Linked DNA regions of Zea mays: region 1 is linked to region 2. Evidence: chromatin contacts called from public Hi-C data. All regions are on one chromosome and are shown on one strand. Each heading gives the region's core, a stretch centred on a gene start, on an enhancer-like site or on the middle of the called end of the contact. The rest is flanking DNA. Distances are from core to core; before and after follow the strand shown. Region 1 holds the start of LOC103636362 (AP-4 complex subunit epsilon). Region 2 holds the start of LOC100278154.

The links. Hi-C and Micro-C count contacts between places; a contact is called where the count stands out from the background.
Region 1: a contact with region 2 is called in a Hi-C map of leaf, with 3 times the contacts expected there. The contact joins the promoter of LOC103636362 here to the promoter of LOC100278154 in region 2. A contact is called at or near these places in 5 of 25 Hi-C or Micro-C datasets (ear, leaf and tassel).

The regions. Positions count from the first base shown.
Region 1 is chr8:168,813,560-168,818,080 of Zm-B73-REFERENCE-NAM-5.0, reverse strand. It overlaps LOC103636362 (AP-4 complex subunit epsilon), which reads right to left and starts at 3,060. Exons shown (of 11, transcript XM_008658720.4): 1 at 2,189-3,060; 2 at 92-277. The coding sequence starts at 2,791.
Region 2 is chr8:168,539,082-168,544,010 of Zm-B73-REFERENCE-NAM-5.0, reverse strand. LOC100278154 reads left to right here and starts at 2,777. Exons shown (of 2, transcript NM_001290439.2): 1 at 2,777-3,193; 2 at 3,326-3,831. The coding sequence starts at 2,785. The coding sequence ends at 3,357.

The sequences.
Region 1 (4,521 bases), core at 1,811-4,310, 270 kb before region 2:
CTGAAAGCTTAAACCCATAAAAGAAGCATAACTCGCAATAGCAACCTAGCAGCACCTAACAAATAAATAATGTTTAATTTAACTCAAGTACCTGAATAAATGGTGCAGGCATTTGGTGATAATCGTAGGAAGTCGGAAGCCTCCTCTCAGCAACTTGTTTGAGGATGTTAACGAAACTAACAACCAAATCCTTGTACGAATTTGGTTCCTCCGAAATCAGGTCATAGAGGGGGCATAGAGTTGCACCCATTACCCCTGGATCATTATCACATAGCCTCTACACAGCAAGAACCAACAATATTAGGAACCTCACTGCTCCATGCAGAGATTAAAATAAGAATAATCATTCTAGCTTGCAAGAAATTAAGAACGTAAGTAAAAATGTACTGCACATGCAAAATTTTCATCTTTGGAAGTCCATGCATATTCAGTCCAAAGTTGCTGTGGTATCTACAGTGACATACTGATGACGACATGAAAACTTCGGATACAGCTGCTCATTATAAGGTGAGCTCATTCCTATGTTTGCATAATAATAAAACTAAGAATTAGTTACTGTCTAATATCAGTATTTTAATTATGTTTAGAAACAACAGTGATAATGATGGAGTATGGATATGTCATGAACAAGTCAAATCTTAAAATGCAAGTCCATTAAAGTTGAACATTCATTTCCTAGGAAGCCCAACAATACTTTATCAGGAAGGTCTTAACTCCATCCGGAGTAAGTTTGACGTCCATGAGCACCTGATAGAAAGATTATTAGATAAGCTTTTAAATGGATCTAGTTTGACCTTAAAATCACATCAAAAAGGCCTCCAAACAATCATGGTAATTTGACGTCGTTTCTGCCGAAAAAACTATGTCGTTGTTGTGAGCCTGATATTCACCCTAGGACCCTGGTCTAAATTGGAACATGCCTCAAGGAGATGGAGAACACAACAAGGAAGCCCTTGGACACCCTCACCCGTGGCCACTTCCTTAGGAGGCCAACAAGGACATCCAAGTCAAATTGGAGGCCCAATATGTAACAAGTTCAAGTTCATCTCAGAATTCAGGACTAGTCTGCAGTAAAATGAACGCCTCAGACACATACGAACTATGTTTTCAATGATTCATCTATGGATGAAAAGATGATATTATAAGCTAATTTATAGCTATGATTTGACATCAAAGTTCCACTGGAGTCAATGGGAATCGTCAGAACAAGTCAACGTCCAGAATCTGTCAAGGTGTTGAGTCACCGTCTTTTGGGTCGTTGGGCCATGTAACATGTTGATCAACTAGGGGGCGCAAATTGAGGTTCTTGGATGCCCCTTAGACTATATAATCAGTAGTCGCTGCCCACATTAGAGTTCGGGACTTCGGGTTTTATTTTAGAACAATTTGTCTTAAAACGGTTGTCGTTATCAGTTTGTGAAACCCAAAATTCGAGTGCTTAATCATACATCCGCAATTGCCAAAGACTTGAGTGTGTTTTATCTTAGTCTTACTTGTGTTCATCTATTCGCAGCAGAGATTAGCCTTCTCGACAAGGTCAACAAGATTGTGGCACGGTTGATAACCAAAGCCAGAGGAGATGTGGTGTTAAGGTTGCAGGCTTCGGGTCTTTGTGATTTAAAGTTGTATCGGTGTGTCGCTCTCCATTAAATCGATAGATATAAAAATCGGGAAGCCCCTGTCCCCATCACATACTAAATATCAAGGCATGTGAGAAGGGACATTGGGCCTGTTTGTTCAGCTTTTTTCTGACCAGCTTTTCTGAGAATCTGGCTGTGTAGAGAATCTAAGTATTATTAGGATTACGTGCGAAGGAAGATAAACTTGTTCATAGGACTCAGGATCTACAAAATGACGAATTACTACTATTGCAACAACTCAACCGATTATGTGTTTATGTTGTTTTTGAATGGTTTTTAGCTAAACGAATTTTATAGAAGCTGGCTAAAAAGTTGAGCGTTTGGTGGTTCAGCTTCTAGCTTCTGGCGACCAGAAGCCCCCCCAGAAGAACCAAACAGGGGCATTACTAAATGCATACTACCATTCATCTTGAAAAGAATTGGTCATAGGATGTCTTTTGAGACAATTTGTAGCTCATGCATGATCATTATGAGCTATTCAATGTTGGTTTCGGTCAGTTATATAAAAACATGAATTTAGCACAAAAATGAAGGGGAAAAGTGCGGACCTTGCGGAAGTTGGAGACGAGGTGGGAAACGGAGGAGGAGGATCGCTGGTAGAACCGGTGTAATGCCATGACGGCCTTCTTCCTCACAGCCTCCTTGGGGTGCACGAGCAGATCTACGACCTGGGGCAGCACGGCGGGGATGGCCTCCTCACCAATAAGGCGGCACGCGGCGGTGAGTGCTGCGCAGACGACGAGGTAGTTGTCCGACCTGAGGTCCTTCTGGATGGTGTTGACCACGAGGATGACGAGGTCGTGGCGCTCGTCGAGGAAGAGTGCGACGGCGAGGTAGCCGGTACGCTTGAGCGGTAGCGACTCGTCGTGGGTCATCTTGACGGCGTGGATGTGGCCGAAGGAAGCGTCGTGGCCGAGCATCTCGGCGTAGACTAGGCGGAGGAGAAGCTCCTTCATCTTGCGGCGTGGCACGTCGGGGTCGGCCAGGCGGCGCTTGAGGTGCTCGAGCTCGCGCGCGATGATGCGGTCCTCCTCCGCCTTGGAGCGCGCCTCGCCGATAGACTTGACGAGGTCGAGGAAATCCTTGGACTGCCCCCACCCGCCCTGCGACCCCATCGCCAGCTCCCGCCCGAACGTCCGCAGCTGCTCCATTGCCGCCGCCCTCTCCGGGTTCCTCAGCGGCGTGCGCGCGTGGCTCGACCGCCGCCGGCGACGGCGGAGGCGTCCGGTTGGAGTGGCGGAGTGGAAAGCTGTAGGAGATCTGGATCGGCGAGTAGGGAACTGACGGGAGGTGGGTTTGCTTGGAGATCGGGATTGTGATTAGCGACGAATGGGAGGGACTTCTCTTTTTTTTTTTCTCCGTTCTTTTACTGAATTTGTTCTGTTTTGCAAGGGATGTTAGCACAACTCTTCGTCTTTTCGCTCCTCGATCCGAATCTGCACGAAATATTTAAATCGTCTGCTAAATATGTTTCGAAATAATTTAACAGCTTGATTTTAATGTCCACACTCTCACTGATTATATCTATTTATTATATATTTAGTTGAGTGGGAAATATCCTTAAATTTGTTTTCGGAATTACTATAGTGTGTGGCATTATTGAATATTTGTACAAATTTTCACTTAAATACTAAAAGTCAAACATTCAACGATTAAATCAAAGTTCTTGGTGTAAATTGGATTCAACAGTAATACATCGATATGCTAATTTGAATTTTTTATAGCATGCTAATTTTAACATATATCCTAATGTAATTACTGATGCTGCGGTTCCGTTATTGAAAGAGGAAAAATGAGACGGATGGTTTTTAGATGGGTTATACTTAGAGCTGGACAAAAAACTCGTGACTCGGTAACTCGCTCGACTCGACTCATTAGTGACTCGACTCGGTTCGTTTAAAATGAGTCACGAGCTGAGCTAACAAATTAACCCGGTTCTTAACGAGTCAAACTTGAGCTGGCTCGTGAGTTACTCGCGAGCCAAACGAGTTGTGCAAATCTGCAATGGCCCGGCCCACTCATATGGAGCAACCCAACCACACGACACGGCCCACACAGGACACGTCGTTCTTCAGCCCAGCCATACGGGCGGCCCACACAACCAGCCACACCAAAGTCCAATTAGCCTCTCGGTGGCTCACTGGCTTGGCCGCACGCCGCCCGCACCACTTGCCGCTTCTTCTGGCTTCTCCCTGCGAGCTGCCCTCTCGGTCTCTCCCTCTCTCTCCCAAAATCTAAACCCTATGTTGAGAACTACGTTACCACGGATCACCAGATCCGCTCCCTTCCCTCCCGTCAGCAGTAGAGGCGCAAGAAGTTGTAGAGTACCTGTCTCCCTTCGCATAAGCACGACAGAAAAAACACACGAGACACAATGTAGGTTTGGGCCTCTGGCCTCTTTCTCTTCTCTTTCTTCCATATGAGGGGGTACATGTTCTATATATAGAAACGTGATTGCCCTCAGGGGCATATTCGGTATTTGCCCACATAACCCTTCATTAGGGTTTCTCAACACTCCCCCTTGGGCGAATACCGCGACCAACACATGTCTCATTAAAACTCCCAAAAAAACCCAGTGGGAAAATATGGAGAAAGAGCGCATGGTGACGCATATTGCATTTGCACTTTGTTGCCTCGTTAAAAACCTCATGTGAGAAACTTCAGGAAAACTCACCAAGGAAAAAGAGTACAACAATTGTCATCAGGACATATTTCGATCTTCTATATCTAGATTCAATTGAATCTTCTATAAAGGCTAACTTTAGAAATGTGTTCCCCTGATCCTTGCAAAACCGTATCAGTAAGGCAAAACATCTTCTTCTAGAAGTATATGCATATAAAGATTTAGCAAACGAATTGCATATCCTTGCAAGGACTATTT
Region 2 (4,929 bases), core at 1,528-4,027:
CACATTCTTTTGCCGTATCTAGATAAAAGCCTAATCCATAAAGAATAATTACATTTACCAATTACTCCCATGTACCGATTGTTAAGGAGTGGAGTAGTACACGTCCTTCTAGCGTCTTTTCTTTATTTTTCTTTTTTGGGGTAAAATTCGCGTTGTCTATTCAGATGGAACTTACAAGATTGTCCGATACAAGCAAGGTGTGTGTCTAGCCATCTGAATATGTTTTGGCAACAAGGATCCACGTCTGAACTGGACAGACGTGTGCCAGAACAACAATGAATCAATTTGCGCACATTTTTCACACCAAACTTGTTCGACGAGCTTGATCGACTCTCCACTCCAGACGCATTCAACATGTGTCGTATTGCTCGACCAGAACCAGGATGTCTGATGCTAGGGCGGACTGTATCAAAGCGTTGTTCAGGTCCTGGTCGGGAAGGCAATTAAGCTGAACGAAGAGAAAACAGAGGCCCTACAGCTGGAAAAGGCATGTGTTGTCGCTTCCCTGATTCAGGTCATCAGCACACAAAAAGCGTGGGGCGTTCGACGAAGATTGTATTATGGGCCCGTTCCTATCATGGGCCGAACTAATCTAGATGCTGGGACCGATTTGGTTGCCAAAACCCAAAAGTACCCACTTAGCAATTTCAAGGTGTTTTCTCTGAGGTAGAGAGAGAAGCAATTTCAAAGCATGAGATTTAATAATACACATATTACTGTATTATTTCAATGATACATATAATTGCTAAATAAATTGTTTCTTATTTGCAGGATGACATGTTACACTTTAGGAAAAAATTGGCTGCTACATTACTATTTTCAGATATAAACAAGAGAAAGGGGTGTCCATTATACAAGTATGACAAAGAAGTCGATGCTGGAAGCTCCTCTGATGTTCAGATATTAGATAGTCCCACAAATCCTAAGAAGAGGAAACCACTTTGTGTATCTTAAGACAACGAAGTATTGATGGAAGATGGTGATGGCCCCATCACTCAAGCAGACTTAGAAAGGTGGTTTGTTCATGATTGGGATAAAAGAACTCCTATAAAAATATCGATCGATGAGTGCACTAATGAATTTTTACTGAGTGACCTTTCCACAAAGGAAATGCCAGTGACCAAAGCCGATTTAATAGATGTTCTATATGATTACATCATGACAATTCAAGATGATACGACATTAGAGTAAGTGCTTATTATTTTATCTATTTTATAGGTACCAACTACGTAGAGTTTTGATATAGACTTTTGTCATGCTGCATTATAGGATGACATGGGTGCGAAGTTTCAACCCTTTTAAGATAGAAATATCTGTCAAAAACCTGCAAAACGTATTAAGGGTAAATCTAGATATGACTCTAAAATGTTTTGACATGGCTGTTCGATTGTTGGCCATTAAAAAGGATTAGATTAATGTACGGTTGTCGACATATTTGCCTATTATTAAAAATTCTATATTGACTCTTTAAAATAGGTTGTGTGATATTAATAATGTTTGTCACGCAGATTCTGTATATTATAGAGACTATGCACGAGATATGTAAATTAGCAAGACTCATACAAGCGCGGAACATTGTGCTGATGGGGCACAAGGGTAACTCATGCTCAGATCTTAACATGTTTGGCTTCCGAGCAAACTTTCTCCAGACCTCCAAGAAAATATAAAATCCGATCAGATATGTATCGATGATCATCCTAGCGTACTCCCGTTGCAACGCACAGGCACACACCTAGTATTAGTATTAACTAACTAACTGTGAAGAATAAGGTGGTGACGCATCAGCTCATTTCATTCCACAAAACAAAGAAAGAAAGTTAGAAGTGAGAAGACGATAGTCCTATCTTATTAATCAAATCAAACACTTTATTAATAGAGTTGAGAGTATCTCCTTCTCCACTAGCAAAAATATTCCTTCCCAAACCCGGTTGTACCTGTACGGCTGTACCACTACCAGTAGCACCAGAGCCATCGACCCAACCGCCTTTTTTGTAATTTGGACCTTTTCAGCTTTTATTTTCACAAATATGTCTTTTACGGTTTCAATTTAGAAAATGGACCCTTAGGTCGACACGGTCACTATTGGCACCGACCCAACACGTGTCGTCGCCAAAGAAATTGGCGAGGCGTTGATCTGACGTGGCGTGGCCTTAGGTCGACGCCATGGATCTTGGTGCCAACCTAGACGCCATTGATCTTGGTGCCTACATAAGGGCCCATGTTGACGTGGTCGTGGGGTCGACGCCATAGATCTTGGCGCCGACCCCTATATACTAGTTACCCCGTCGTCTTCTCAGTCTCTACCCCTATTAACCAGACATAACAAAAGAGGAAAAAATAGGAGGAAAATTACCTTGTCATAGAGGAACAATGGTTCCAAGTTGTTGATTTAGGTTGATGTTTATCGTTTGGAAAAAGAGAAATGAGTAGAAAGAACTGACGATTGAAGTGGGGTATTTATAGCCCCGTAGGTCGACGCTAAGATCCATGACGACTACCTCGACGTCAAGAGTGATGGCGCCTACTTGCTGCCACATCAGCTCCATGTTAGCCTCAATGATTACATCTAGTTGCCAAAATAATTGGCGACGACACGTAGCTTGACGTCAATAATGATGGTGCCAACCTAAGAGCATTTCCTGAATTGAAACTGAAAAATATGTATTTGTGAAAATAAAACTCTAAAATGACTAAATTGAAAGAAAAAAAAAAGGCCGACTCGGCGACTACCCCTACGCTGCTACGCCCCTACCTCTTCGGCTCTTCGCCAAGGGTTGAAGCAACATGAATCCGCCGCACCCAGAGCCGGGCCTTCCCCGCCGCCACCACCACATGGTCCACCTCCACCTCGACCCGCGCCACCACCACCACGTCCACATCCACCTCCGCTGCTGCCATCATCACCACCACGGCACCCACCTGCTCGCTCCTGCGCCGCCGGCCCGCCTCAACGACAACCAGCAGCGGCACCCGGCTCCCGTACTCTTCCCCAACACCTACCCGAACCCAAGCGCGGCGCCTGGGCAGCCAGAGCCGCCCCGCGCCGCCGTAAGGGAGGACGTGGAGGATTTGGATCCCGAGCCGGGGCTGCTGCACGCGGAGGAGGAGGAGGAGGAAGACGAGGAGCCGGTGTTCGTACTTACGGACGAGTGGGCGGAGTTCTTCGCCAAATCCGAGGCCAAGAGAAGACTGGGTAATCGATCACCACTTGCTGGTCATGCGTCTCTCTGTGGTGCGATGCTTTTGTTCTTTCTGTCTCTTTCGCACTTACTAACTCAAACGGGTTGATTTCTTGGTGTCGCCATGGAACCGTGTCGATCGACAGCTAAACAGCAGAAGAAGAAGAGCCGGAAGTGATCTGATGTGTCTGGGCCATCATCAGACAGTCTGGCCAGAGTCTGGAGCTCGGGAAGAGAACGGACGAATAGCTTGTCAACATATACGCATCGCTTTGCCAGGAGTTCATTATGTTTTTTTTTTACTTTATACAGAGAGTTACGAGTTCACATGATCTAAACACTGTAACCTTTTGAGTTCACATCATCTGAAATCTGTGCTGTATCTATTCGGACTTGGAGAAGGAAAACGAAAACAGTACTATGACAGTCGACAAGGTTATAAAGTTATGATCTTCTCACTCACCGTACAAGACGCAACATCAAGTTTTTGTAACCTGGCTCTGCTACTACAAATTTCGGTCTCTTAAAGCTTGCCTGAAAATCTGTACCATCAGCAAATAGGTCACTGTGCACCGGTAATGGTGACATAAGCTGTCTCCACATCAATTTAACCACCTCATCTCCTACTTCAAACTTTATAAACAATGTAAAGAGGTATTTTGCATAACCATACACACGATCTGCTGGAATAACCATCTCAGGGCTTGTTCGGTTAGCTCTCAATCCATGTGGATTGAGTGGGATTGGATGAGTTTAAATCCCAACTAAGTCAAACTTCTTATTAAAATTTCCCAATCCCATCCAATCCATGGATAACGGGATTAACCGAACAAGCCCTCACTCGGAACAGGAATATCCCTCCAATTCCTACATAAATCCAACAGGGTCTATGAAAATCGTTTTTATCTCTAGAAAAACCCAACATTGACAGGTTCTGCCTGTGGGAAACAATTACATGTGGCCGTGCCGCAAACAGCTGAGGTGCAGCACCATTGGGATCAAGGACGCTGGTATCACCTAATGCTTGCCGAAACAAATACTTCTCTTTCGCTTGGTCCCTGAATCAGAATCAGAGCCTGTTCAAAACCTCCCATCAGGCCATCGCCAGGTTAGGCCTTCGCCTTTGTTGCCTGCCAGGTAAGGTTGCTGGTGTCATCTCTGCTACCACCCACCTTGATTCTGATTCAGAGTAGGGGCGACTTGAGCCACGGAACCGGAAGCATCAGGTGATCGTCTGATATACATGCGTCCTCAATCAGAAATGTTGACCGTTTGATATACACGTGTCCTCAATTATAGAGATGTGCCACAACTCGGCTGTTTGCGGCACGGCCACATGTACTTTTTCCCTGCGTGTTTGGGCAGGGCTGAGGTGTCCACATAGCCATGGTGGTGGGTGGGCGAGCGAGAACGGTGGTGTGAGGTAAGCGCACATGAGTGTGTTGTGATTTGTGAAGCCTAGGCTATTGTCACCCCGCACAAAATGGAACAGGAAGGACGAAATCCTTTAAAATGTGCTATAAAGAACAAGGAAATATTTCTTTAGGACAACTAAGTCCAAGAGACTAGACAAATTGTTTTGTAAAGATAAATTTGTCTATTATTAAAAGAAAACTGTCTCCAAAAGGCTATAAATAACTCTTTAAATTTAGTAGCTCTCAATCTCTACACCTTCGCTCTCTATTTCTCAATAGCCAAATTTTCAGAAAAGTTCATCAGAAAAATGCTGAAACAAACAAACCACATTGAA